3 separate regions of the Mus musculus genome follow, and regions 1 and 3 are each linked to region 2. Evidence: chromatin contacts called from public HiCAR-type and promoter capture Hi-C data. All regions are on one chromosome and are shown on one strand. The core of a region is the stretch at or near the end of the contact, and the rest is flanking DNA. Distances in the headings are between cores, read along the strand shown.

Region 1 (4,075 bases), core at 503-3,002, 1.3 Mb after region 2:
AACACGGCCCACCTCAATTCCAATATTAAACCAAACAGGGAAGAGCTTCAAGTTCACCTAAAACAAAACACTCAAAAATGAAATCACATCTACATAGCCCTTCCTATCATAAAAATGGGGATCACTTGGAAAAAAAATAAAGCAGCAGCTATCGTTTTCTCCATAAATACTATGATTTTAAAAAGAATAAAAGAAAGGCGTCTGTCACTGCTACTGTAAAGAGAGCAATCTGTGGTCTCCCAAGAGCGAAACACAGAAAGATGTAAATGTTAACCTGAAAGAGCTTAAAGGGAGATGGGGAGGGAGACATGTATTTCAAAACAGTGTTAAAAAACAGAGCCCAATAGTACCTAGTGCATTTTAGAGATGTGGAATAAAGAACTTTCTGCAAAAGCAGCAAGCAGGACTACCTAGTCCTTCTACTAGAGAAAAATCTACGTATATTACACCCAATAGAACATGCATGCTTTCTCACTAGGGTACAAAACACAAGGAAAAACTAAAGGCAAATAAACAGTGAAAGGTGAAAAGAAGCCCACCAGTTTCGAGCGCCCCGACACGACTCATTCAGAAATGTAGCAACAACTTGAGCCCTGCATCAACACAGACTAGAAAATACTAGGCCACAGTGACACAAGAAAGTAGAATAGAGAAAGGAAAACCGTACACACCAACACATCAGTTGCAAGCGCCTGCTCTCTGGAGAATTAAGCAGTAGAGAAGAGCAAGAGCTACTGGTACTGAAAAGATGTCAATTAACTAAGATCTGGTCGATCCCCTAGTAGTCTCAATTTCCTAAGAGTACAACTCTTGATTCTTCCATCAAACAAGTCATCCTCGGCAAAACAAACTGACCTTAACACCTTCCCCACGCTGCCCGGAAGAAATCACGGGGTGGAGGGGAGTAAAGCAGGGCGGGGGAAAAAAAAAAAACAAAAAACATCTCAACCAACTGCAAAAAATGGAGGGAGTGGGAGGGACGGGGCACTACCACGTGGGCAGGATGCAACACACGCAGGACAGCAGCAACACGTCCGCATGCGAAGGCTGCCTTTCCCCCAATGCCAGAGAAGGGCCCGGGGACAGGATGGGAGAGAAGGTGGGACCCTCGCCCCAGCCATTTCAGCCCCGCAGGGCACCCGCGACCCACAAGGCAGCGGCCGCCTTCCCGGCAGAATAGCGCCTGGAGGGCGAGGAGGGGACGCCGCATCGCGCCGGGAACAGGACGAGCCCGGACCAGGTGCAGGTCACGGAGCGACGAGGGCGCGACTGTCGCGGTCCTCCGCGGCCCCGGCATCCGCAGCGCGGGCCCACCTGGGGGAGGGGCGGGCGCGCGCGGCGTCGGGCTGAGGGGCAGCGGCAGCTGAGGAGTGGCGCCGCGGGTGAGGGAGGGCCGCCACCCGGCCGGCCCAGCCTGGCGCCCACCGCCGGCCACAGGGAGCGTGCGCCGAGGACGGCGAGCGCCGCTCGCCCAGGGCAGCCCCCGCCCGCGTCCCGGGAGATGCCCCAGCCCCGCCTCCCCGCCCGCCGCCCCAGCCCCGACGAGACCCTGGCGACGCGTGCTCACCTCAGGCTACGCAGGCCGGGACGGCCCGGCCGAGCCTCCGGCCGCTGCGTGCGTCTCCGTTCCCCGCGAAAGGTCCCAACGGCGCCCTCAGAGAGCGGCCCAGGCCCGGAGCGGCGCCGAGAGTGGCGGCGGCGGCGGCAGCGGCGGCGGGAGCAGCCAACATCCGGGGCCGCGCACCCGGAACTACTTCCCGACCCGCTCCCTCCCACCCCCGCCTCCCGCGACGTCTCAGCGCTCCCGGCCCGGCGTCCTCGGCTCCACGGCCCGCCCCGTCGTTGCTGCGCGATGTGCGAGGGATCCCTCCGCGGGGACAAGTAGTGCCTCTGAGCTCCCGCGGCTCTGCCTGCTTGCGGCCAGCGGGAACCGGCGGTGGGCGGTGCGGAGCGCCTTGCAGTGTTTGCGCCTCGGACTTGACAGCGGCTGGCCGAGGCGGCCCCGGCCCCACTCCCGGGATTCCAACTCCTGAGGAATGCGCCTCGTGACCTCCCCGCCTTCCAGCCTCTGCCTCTGCGCGGCCCCGTCAAGCACCCAGCGCGGATTTTCCCGGCCGCCACCGGGGCGCTTTGGACCTTGCTTGGGGACACGCGTCCTTCGGAATGTCAAGAACCCGGGTTCGAGGCCCCTCCCTACCCAGGCATGTCATCTTGTCATTACCCCTGCCGCGTCATCCTCTCCATCTCAAGTTAGCTGGCCAGGTCGTGGCCTCACTATCAACAGGTGGAGCCTTTAGTAGGGTTGTTCAGACTTCTGGTAAACTTTGGACTTTCCCTTTGGTCTTCCCTGGTCCTACCTCTGAACTGTTAGCGTTGACAATCTGTGCTATCCTGTTACACTTGGTAGGTATTTGCTGCGCAGAAGCCGCGTTAAGTCACGTACTCTTCCCTGCAGCCTCAAGAACAGCAAGTGAAGAGCAGTTGCTCAGTATTTGGACATTAGATGGTTAGATGGATGTCAGTGAGTTTGGTTGATTGAGAAAGCAAAGGTCTGAGAGAATTGACCCTGGCAACCTTGCTGAGCTAAGACAGTGTGAAACCATCCTTCCATTCCTTCATGGAGCATTGAACACTTTCATCTGTCAAGCATCTCCTGGCAATGGGAATTCTAAAGGTTTATCCACTCATTTGTCCAACAAAGACATAAAAAGTCATTGTACCAGGCACTACTGTAGTGCTTCAGATTAATCAGTGAACAGAAAAGGCCGGTGGAGGGGCAAGTATCATTCCCTCATGGGCAGAAAGGTGATAAAAATTATGAATTATGTAATAATGTTAGAAAACATTGAATGATACCTTGGGGGATTGGGGAGGAGCACTCAGGACAGAGCTGTGTGGAACACTAGAAGGAAAATCCTTTTAAAAAGAGCTGCCTGGGTGAGCCACAATAATAAGGCAACTTGAATCAGAGGTTTGAAAGAAGTGAAGGGATTTGATGTAATTGTGGTTAGAACATCCCTGTGAGTGTTAGAAGTAGCGAGGGTCGGGAGAGGTAAAAGATAAGGACAGAGGGGTATCTTGTGGGCTATTGACAGTCTCTCCAGAGCTTTAAACAGTGAATGCTCTGCTTAGAGTACAGGGTAGGAAGTCAGAGGGGGCACTACCCAGGGACAAGGTGATGACCTAAATTAGGACAGAACCACACAGGAAAATAAGACACGGGCTTTTATATTTTTAAGCACTCAGTCTAGGGGCTAGCAAGATGGCCCAACAGGTAAAGGAGATTACTCCACAAGCCTGGAACCAGAACCTAATCCCTGGAATCCATGTAAAGTAGAAAAGAACCAATTCCACACACATGCTGTGGTAAGTGCGCTATACACGTGTACACACACACACCACAATAAATAGTTAGAAAAATAATTCATCTAGATGCATGCTCATAACTTCAGCTCTAAGAAAACTGTGGCAAGAGAATGATAAGTTTGAGGCCACCCTGGGCCACATGGACTCTGTCTCAAAAACAAAGAACTCATAGTCTAGTGAGACATAAGTAAACTGATTACATAACATCATGACAAGGAGAACATAGTCCCAAAGAGGATACCCCCACCACCCCCCTTGCCAGTCTTCCTGGGGAAGGGTAGACTACCGCAGATTCATAGAGAGAATTAGAATTACCTGGTTGGCTGGTCAATCAAGTGGCTCCTCAGTTGAACATAATTAACACTAGCCTTCCCAGCCTCTCAGATCTCAAAGTTCACCTTCCTCCACCTAGGCTTGAGACAGAATACTAAAAAGCAGCCTGGGTGCTGCTCTTAAAGAGACGGGTACAAAGCCAAGCAGTGGTGGCAGACGCCTTTAATCCCAGCACTTGGGGGGCAGGGGCAGACGGATTTCTGAGTTCAAGGCCAGTCTGGTCTACAGAGTGAGCTACAGGACAGCCAGGGCTACACAGAGAAACCCTGTCTCAAAAAACAGAGAGAGAGAGACTGATACAGCTGTTTCCGTTTGTGGGAGGGGTAAATTGAAGCCAGGAGTCACCAGGATTTGACCTGGAGATCAGGATCATAAA
Region 2 (4,091 bases), core at 114-2,613:
GTGTGTGTGTGTGTGCTGGGCATGGTAGTTTATGTCTGTAATCCCAGGACCCCGAGGCTAAGTAAGGAAGATTTAGCTGAGTTTAAGGTCAGTGTGGACTACATAATGAGCACCGGACAACCAGTTATAGACAGGCCTTGTGAAATACTACACTTCCCCATCCCCACCCCCACCTCCCCAAAATGGTTGGCTTCCATATTCAGCCTAAAGTGCCAAGATTAGAGGCATGTATTACCACACCAAGCCATACATATTGTGTTAATGTATTTGCATGGAATGCATTCGCCCATAGAAGGCAACATCTAGATGTCTTCAGTGGAAACTTCACCCTATTTTTTGACACAGGATTTCCCTGCGTAATTCTGGAAGTCCTGGAACTCGACAAGGCTGGCGTTGAACTCACAGACCCTCTTGCTTCCGTCTTCCCAGGTGCTGGAATTTCAGTTCTACCGCGCTGGCCCCAACCTATTTGTATAGACTGGGCCTCCCACTGAACCAGGAGCTTGCTTATTTAGCTAGGCTGGCAGGTTTCTTTTCAAGCCTTTCAGGTATGGGAGACTACTGTGCTAGTGGCTTATGGAGTGTTGGGGGGGCTAATGCAGGTCTTAATGCTTGTAGGAAGCACTTTACTGAGCCACCTCCCAACTCTTTAATTTTTTATGCCAATTTTTAAAAAAAATATTTATTATTTTATGTAAGTACACTGTAGCTGTCTTCTGACACACCAGAGGGCATCAGATGTCATTACGGATGGTTGTAAGCCACCATGTGGTTGCTGGGATTTGAACTCAGGACCTTCAGAAGAGCAGTCAGTGCTCTTAACCACTGAGCCATCTCTCCAGCCCTTTTTATGCCAATTTTAACGTTTTAAAATGTCACCTTTTTGGTTGTTTGGAAATTTTATTTCTTCACTTACTGGTGTGTGTGTGTGTGTGTGTGTGTGTGTGTGTGTGTGTGTGTGTGTGCGCGCGCGCGTCGCACATTAATGATCAGAGTTCAGCTTTCAGGACTCTGTTCTTCTGGTCCATCCTGGGTTCCAAGAATCGAATTCAGGTCGTCCGGTTTGCTGAGCCCCAGGCGGCTTTTTAAATTTTCCATGCCCGCGAAGTTCTTCTCTCCCTACCATTCATTTCCTTGAAGAACAAAACACGGAAAACTATTTCCTAAAACCCAGAAGCGAGCGCATCCTAGCTGAGAGCTTCAAGGATATAGAACGTCCTCGGAGGTCACCGAGAAACGCCTCCCGCGCCCCTGGGAAGGGGCGGGGCCCCAAAAGTCTCCGCTCTCACTATCCCGCTTGGCCAGGCAAGACAATTCTCGCGAGACTTCAGGCACCTCAGCCGCTGCGCACTACGCGTTGCTGGGAGTCGAGGCGCGGAGTGGGGGGAGGGGCAGGGGAGACGGTACAAACGGCGCGGCCGCCATCTTGTTTGCGCCCCCGCTCCGCACGCGCTCCGGTTTTTCGTGACGCACGCTTCCCCCTCCCCTCCGCCGCGCCCGGGCCTCTGCATTGCCCGACGGCGCAGCAGCGCGGGGGCGGCTGCTTTCTTCGCTGGACGCCGGAGTAGAGGCCTGTGAGTGTATGAAAGCTTGGGTGAGGAGGGGAGAGAGAGAGGGGGCGGCCGGCAGTGAGGGCGGTGCTTCCCGCCAATGGCGGAGAGCTCCCTTCCCTCTGCGGCCGCCGCTGCACTTCGGTCGGCTCTGCCGCCGCCATGTTATGTGTTCGCCGGGCCCGCCGCTGTCGTCGCGGCTGCGCTCGCGGGGTCCGTGCGCCTGGGCCCGCGGGCTTTCTCCCATTGGCGGAAGGCGACGGCGGGGGGGCTCGCTCGTGATTGGTCGGCGGCGGGGAGGCCGCGGACCTGGCACCTTATTGGTCACGCCGGCTCCGGCCTGGGGGGTGATGAAGGAATTGGCGGCTGTCGGGATGCTAGCTGCTCAGGCTCTGGCGGCAGGGCGACGGTCCCTCTAATGCCAGCGTGGCGGGGAGTCTCCGGGACGGAGCCGGAGGCCCAGAGGAGAAAGAGAGTGGTAGCCTGGCGTGTGGCCTGCAACGGGGAGGGGTCACTACTAATACCAGAGGCACGGTCAACTACAAGATGGGGTGTGCAAGCCCCTGCTTTGTAAACACGGAACAGAAGTGTCTTCGAGACCTAGGGGTGCTAGACTTGGAAATTGATCCAGCTTGGGAATGACCCTGAGTAGAAGTCTGAGTGCATGGTATGGAAGTAGTGGGAGTGAGGACCAGAAGGACAGAATCGGATTAGGGAGCCTGCTGTAAGAATTTGGGTTTTGAAACCCGGAGGATTAGTGTAGAACTCCAGACTCCATTCTGGGTTCTGAAATGGAGAGTGGGAAACAGGTAAACAGCCGGATCCCACTGGACAGGTGTATCAACTTTTAGAGGCTGAATGCCATTTTAACATTACATTAAGTAGAATCAGAAAGTCAGCTGTAGAATGTATTTGCATAATTGGGAAGTTGGGGGTTACAGGATTTGGGATCATGCTAGTTTTGAGATGTTATATATGAAATTTTCACTGGTCTAAGAAGAATATAGGATCAGAGCTTTGTGCTTGCTAGACAAACATTCTACCAACTGAGTTACCCCACTTCCCCCTTAAAATTGATCTCTCTTAACTTTCAGTTCAGAGGGCAGGTGAGACAAACTCAGGAGTAATAGACCTTGTTTCGCGTGCTTACCTGGGTGTATGAGTATATTTTACAGTCACACAGATATTGGCAGTGCCATCCTCATTCTGTGAGGGAACAAGCAAGAGTTTGTAAGTTGCTGGAGTCAGGTGTACTGTCCTTGTTGTGGGAGCAGCCGTGCAGATTAGGGTGAGAGGGTTGCTTGAGCCCAGGAATTTGAGGTCAGCCTGTAAGATGTGAGACTCTAAAAGGAAGACAAAACCACGAGGAATTTGGTTAAGTTCACAGCTAGTAAGTGACAGCCCAGATCCAGACACAGATGGGATTCTCCATCCTTACACTGCTTTTAGAGTTCCCACTTCATATCCTTCCTTCTCCTCCTCTTCTCTGTCTTCCTCTTCCCTCTTTACTCTTTCTTTACCTTTTTTCTTTTGAGGCAAGTTCTCCTGTAGTCCAGGCTACTCTTGCTTGCTCTGTATGTAGCTGGTAATGACCTTTCACTCCAGATTCTTCTAGATCCACATCCTAACTGATGAGATTTCCCAGAGAGTCCCACCACTCTGGGATCTTGGAGCTCTTAATTCTTTTTTATTTTGAAATTTTTATTACATTTTAATTTATTATGTACATGTGAGTGTGTGAGCCATAGTATTCTGGAGGTCAGAGGACAGCTTGTAGGTATGTTCATTCCCTCCTTCCATCATGTGAAATCCATGGGAGGAATTCCAGTCCTCAGGCTTTGTGGCAAGAGCTCTTACCAGGTGAGCTACCATGCCAACCTGGAGCTTATTTTATTTTCCTTTTTGAGATGGTGGTCTCACTATATAAGGCCAGGCTGGTCTGGAATTCATAGAGATCCACCTCCTTCCTCAGGAATGGTGAGATTAAAGGTGTTACCAAGACCAGCTGGAGCCCTTATTTATTATTTATTTAGGTTTTGTGTGTGTGCGAGAGAGAGGTGCGGGCAGGGGAGGGCGGTAGAGAAGGTTTCTCTGTGCAGCTCTGGCTGTCCTGGAACTCCCTCTTGTAAACCAGACTTGCCTCAAACTCAGAGATCGACCTGCCTCTGCCTCCTGAGTGCTGGGATTAAAGACCTGTGCCATCACTGCCCTGCTGGAACCCCTGTATTTAAACTCTGTATTACCTTGATGCCACAGACTGTTGTGGGAAAAGGAAAACCCTTGCATCTTCAGCTGCTTTTAGGCATGTTTTTTATGCTAAGGTTCTAAAGAGAGAACCTTGTTGAAGTCACTTAGCTTTGCAAAGCCAAGCCATGTCTATCTTCGGTCACTTGATAGAACCTCATTCTACTGGACAGCATTGCCTCACCTATGGAAGCATTGACTTAGTGGTAGAGATGACCCTTTAAAGGCAGGCTCTTGGGCTGGGGATGTAGCTTTGTTGGTAGAGTATGAACCTAGCATGTACTAAGGCCTGGGTTT
Region 3 (4,338 bases), core at 1,833-4,332, 1.6 Mb after region 2:
ATTAAATTAGGCTAAAAAATGAAGTATGGGGGCTGGAGAGATGGCTCAGAGGTTAAGAGCCCTGACTGCTCTTCCAGAGGTCCTGAGTTCAATTCTCAGCAACCACATGGTGGCTCACAACCATCTGTAATGGGATGCAATGCCCTTTTCTGGTGTGTCTGAAGACAGTGACAGTGTACTCACATATATAACATAAATAAAATCTTTAAAAAAGAAAAAAAGAAATATGGAAGATTTGGGGCCAGCATGGACTATACAGTACAGAATTACACAGCAGCTCACTCTTTCTCTCTCTCTCTCTCTCTCTCTCTCTCTCTCTCTCTCTCTCTCTCACACACACACACACACACACACACACGCACCCCCCCTACACACACACACACACACAGTAGGGGATGTCTTTTCACCATATGGGGCTTGGCCTCGAGATCCCTGAAGTCTGCCTCCTTCACCCCAGACATGGTTTGGTAATAGTCGAGGTTCTGCCGCATCTCCATGTGCTCAGGATTGCCCACAAAGAAGGTGTGTGCCGCAGCCACAGCTTTCTCCAGCTTGTTTATCTATAGATGAAGTAAAAGAATACATTCACATACAAACTCTTTTCTGTTTGTTTGCTTGGTTGGTTTCTTTGTGTGTATGTGTGTGTTCGGGTGTGTTTGTGTGTGCACTGATACGGGGTATTGCTATGTAAGTCAGTCTCAAACTCTCAATCCTCCTGCCTCAGATCCAAAGTGCTGGGATTATAGGTGAGACTTTGTCTCAAAACAAAATAAAACAAACAAGCAATCCAACAAAGACTGATTGAAAGGTAGTGACTGAGCTGACTAAACATAGTGACTAAAGCTGCAACTACCTGGGAATGCTGCAGAAAGGGCAGCTAACAAAAGGGCAGCTAACAACTGCACGGTGGTGGTGAGAATACAGAATAGCAGCATCTTAGGGCTGCTGTAGAGCACTGTGCCACCATGCCCAGCTTACACTCCTGAGCACTCAGGACTACTCCTGTTTCCTCTGCTACGCACCCCCAGCCCTTCCTTTCTTCCCTCTGAGCACTGGCACCTAGCTTCCTCTGGTGGACTGGGCTCCTAATTCTCCTGTTTTCACCACCACCAATTTCTCCTTCCAGAATTAACATTCTGAAAATGAGGTCTGGTGATGGCTGCCTGAGGTGTGCAGAAGCCTCACTAAACTCCTTAGTCACTCCCAGTCTCCCCACGCAGGAGTCACGGACGGGACTACCCCATGGCCCCAGATATATCACACTCTAGCTCCAATTTCCCCTCTCTGGGGAATAACCATTCTTCAGTGGCTCCTCTCTCTCAGGCCTAATTTAACTGAGGCAAAGCTGGAGTTTCCCTCCTTTGTCTCCCCCCAGTCCTAACTTAGCTACATAACCTTTTTTGTTAGCCCTTAGTACAGTGACTCCTAGCAGTGACACAAGGAAAAACAAAGGAGCAATCATTTTAACCACCTGTCCAAGAACTGGAATGTAGTAGGTGCTCAATAAATGGCAACGAATTTTAAGTAGTGCTATTAAGTGGCATGACCCAATCAGTAAGAACCCAGTCATCCCAGCATGCTTTCCAGTAACCAGAAGGAACCGAGGGGACAAAGCAGAAATCTGAGGTCCCCACGAGCCTCTAAGTCTTTCTTTAGGTAGAACTGAAAGGTCTGTGAAACTGTTGTAGCTATGTAGTCTGCATGAGCAGCCCACCCCCCTAACATGGGACTAATATCATTTACTCAAAGGATACTGTATGTATCAGGGCAAATGAGGCAATAAACAAACGTAAAGTGCTTTAACGGAGTCCTGGAAATATATGTTACCAGTCATCACGGGCAGACAAGGCTGGCGTTCCAAGCCCGCTTATTGACTTGGCCTTAAATCGCTGTGGCATCCCAAAAGACAGTCATTTTCTTAAAAACAAAAAACCCAAAAATACTAGCTAGAGGGTCCTCCACAGGGCGGAGCCAGGCAGCCCCTGCTGGCGACGTGGCAATCCCACGTCCTGAAAGAGCGCTGCTGTTGGATTAGGGAGCAGGGAAAGCATGATTGGAGAACGAACCGGAAGGAAGATGTTGCAGAAGCACTTGGACACTTGCAATGAAGTACTGCTGGGAGACCCTAGCGGCCGCCTCGGTTCCCTCTAGGAGGCCTTCCCAAAAGAAAAAGGTCAGGTTTTTCTTGGCTTGGGCTGTCACTACTGGCTGGACCTTTAGGGTTAGCATCTGCCCATAAGAACCGGGTGAAGCTCCCAAAGTCCGCCAAGAGCTCCCTAGCCAAGAGGTCCCTTGCCTCCCTGCCGTCTCATCCCTGCTCTGCTCCCCAAGTTCCCCAGGTCGCTCCCGGCCACCGGGCTCCGGACCAGTCGCACCTTGAAATAGGCGACCTGCAGGTAGTTGTACGGGCTCCGCTTGTTGAACTCCAGGTCCAGTTCTTCACTCAGCAAGTGGGCAGAGGGCGGCCCGAGGCAGCGGCGTAGGCAGGCGGCACGGCGCAGCACGGCTCCGAAGAAGCGCAGGTCGTGCAGGGCGGCGGCGCCCGGGTCCTGGCTCAGGCTGGGGTCCGGACCGAGATCCAGGTCCGGTGCCCACGGCAGTTCGGTGGCACAGCGTGTGCGGCAGCGCAGGCGGAGGGCACGCAGGGCCGCCCGCGAGCGCAGCGCCCGCTCCATGTTCAGGACCACCCCGGGCCAGTCCCCGCGCGAGTAGGCCGCGGTCCCCTCTGCGTAAAGCAGGTCAGGGGCTGCCACGTCCCATCCCGGCTCAGACTCCGCCGCAACCCGTAAGGCGGCGGCGGCGGCGACCGCTAGCATCGCTGCCAGCAGCCTCCTTTCGCTCACCGCCATGGCCTTGCTCCTCCACTTAACGGGACTGCTCGCCTGGGGCACATTCCAGAGTCCCGCCCCCCACAGAAGCCACGCCCAGAGACGAGCCACGCCCCAAGTCCAGAAGCTCGTGGCAAGGAAACTTGTACCGCCTCTTGCTTTCAACCAATCCAAACACTTACTCTTCGTGAGGCTCCGCCTCTAATCTCATGCGCACAGCTCAATGGACTGAGAACGAGAAAACCCCGCCCACAAGCTGTTGTGCGCCTGCGCTTTAGACTGAGCTCCCTGCGGGTGGTGGGACCGAGGTGCTGTTATGGCGGACCCCGGGGTTCCCGGCCGGTACGAAAGTGGTACGGGAAATCTGGGGGTGAAGGAGGCGGCGGGTCCTGGAGGTAGGTGGGACTGAGTTGCCTGGGTAGGAGGTCGCAGCCGGGTGGCTCTTTCCTGCTGGCTCACGGAAGGCTGAGGGTTTCAACTTACGCCTGTGTTCGGGTGTGTATCGCAGGAGCCCTGGTGGAGCTCACCCCGACCCCCGGCGGCCTGGCTCTGGTGAGCCCCTACCACACCCACCGGGTCGGGGACCCCTTAGACCTCGTGGCGCTCGCCGAGCAGGTGCAGAAGGTGAGGAATAGCCATCTCCGTACTTTACCCTGCCTCTTTGGGCTCGGGACAGCCTGTGAACTCGGCAGTACTGAAGTTACCATTCCATTTCACACGAAGAGGATCACTCTATCCCAATTCCTCTGTTGTTGTTTGTTTTGAGACAGGGCCTTTCTACATAACTCTGGCTGTCATGGAACTCTCTATATTATAGACTAGGCTGGCCTCGAACTGACAGATCCACCTTCCTCCCCCACCCTCCAACCCCAAAACCCTATGCTGGGATTAAATGTATGGCTTCTATACCAAATTCTTAAATAGTCACATTTTATTCTGCTTCCCATAAGGTCTTTATCTGTTACCCAGGAGCTTGTGGAACTTAAATATATGCTCTTTCTTTCCTTTTTAAAAAAACAAAACAAAATAAAACAAAAACTGCTGGGGTTGTAGTTTACTGTTGCCTAGCCCTGAATTTGATTCTTAGCACTACCAAAAACAGCATGCAAAAAGGCACAGGGTAAAATTCCTATTGAAAAAAAGACCACACACAATAAAACTGGAGGTAGTTTCATTTGCTGTATAGCCCAGGTTGGCTTTGAATTCAGCCTCCCAAAGGCTGGGTATTACAAGGGTCGCTGTCACACATGGTGAATTTCAGTGGATACAGTCAGTATTACTATGTCCAGAGCTTAGGCGTCGGTTTCCATAATAGGTAAAATAAAGAAGATATGCAAAATAATGGAAAAGACCGTAGAAGTTTTGACAGATTGGTTTTGATTGTTTCTCTCTGGAGCTCTGGATCTGTAAAATGAGATCTTTGAGGTGGAGAGGCTCATAGGGCTAAGTGGGACTCCAGTTTCCTTCTCTTAGCAAGACTTCCCCTGAAGACTCTTTTACAGTGTCGGAG

Evidence for each region. HiCAR-type assays count read pairs that join an accessible place to other places. Capture Hi-C pulls out chosen DNA fragments and counts their contacts.
Region 1: a promoter capture Hi-C map of adipose tissue shows a contact between it and region 2, with 3 times the contacts expected there. The contact joins the promoter of Foxj3 here to the promoter of Nfyc in region 2. A contact is called at or near these places in 1 of 39 promoter capture datasets (liver) and 1 of 9 other capture datasets (adipose tissue).
Region 3: a HiCAR-type map of astrocytes shows a contact between it and region 2, with 4 times the contacts expected there. The contact joins the promoter of AU022252 here to the promoter of Nfyc in region 2. A contact is called at or near these places in 3 of 39 promoter capture datasets (cranial neural crest, liver and pre-B cells), 2 of 484 Hi-C or Micro-C datasets (B cells and uterus) and 1 of 115 datasets of contacts at active chromatin or transcription factors (astrocytes).

Annotation. Positions count from the first base shown.
Region 1 is chr4:119,537,338-119,541,412 of GRCm38.p6, reverse strand. Foxj3 (forkhead box J3) reads right to left here and starts at 1,752. Exons shown (of 13, transcript NM_172699.3): 1 at 1,568-1,752. It overlaps Frg2f1 (FSHD region gene 2 family member 1), which reads left to right and starts at 2,644. Exons shown (of 4, transcript NM_001004178.1): 1 at 2,644-2,805.
Region 2 is chr4:120,823,013-120,827,103 of GRCm38.p6, reverse strand. Nfyc (nuclear transcription factor-Y gamma) reads left to right here and starts at 1,363. Exons shown (of 10, transcript NM_008692.4): 1 at 1,363-1,574.
Region 3 is chr4:119,231,468-119,235,805 of GRCm38.p6, reverse strand. AU022252 (expressed sequence AU022252) reads left to right here and starts at 3,082. Exons shown (of 5, transcript NM_001012400.2): 1 at 3,082-3,223; 2 at 3,337-3,452. The coding sequence starts at 3,145. It overlaps P3h1 (prolyl 3-hydroxylase 1), which reads right to left and starts at 2,891. Exons shown (of 15, transcript NM_019783.2): 1 at 2,376-2,891; 2 at 408-560. The coding sequence starts at 2,849.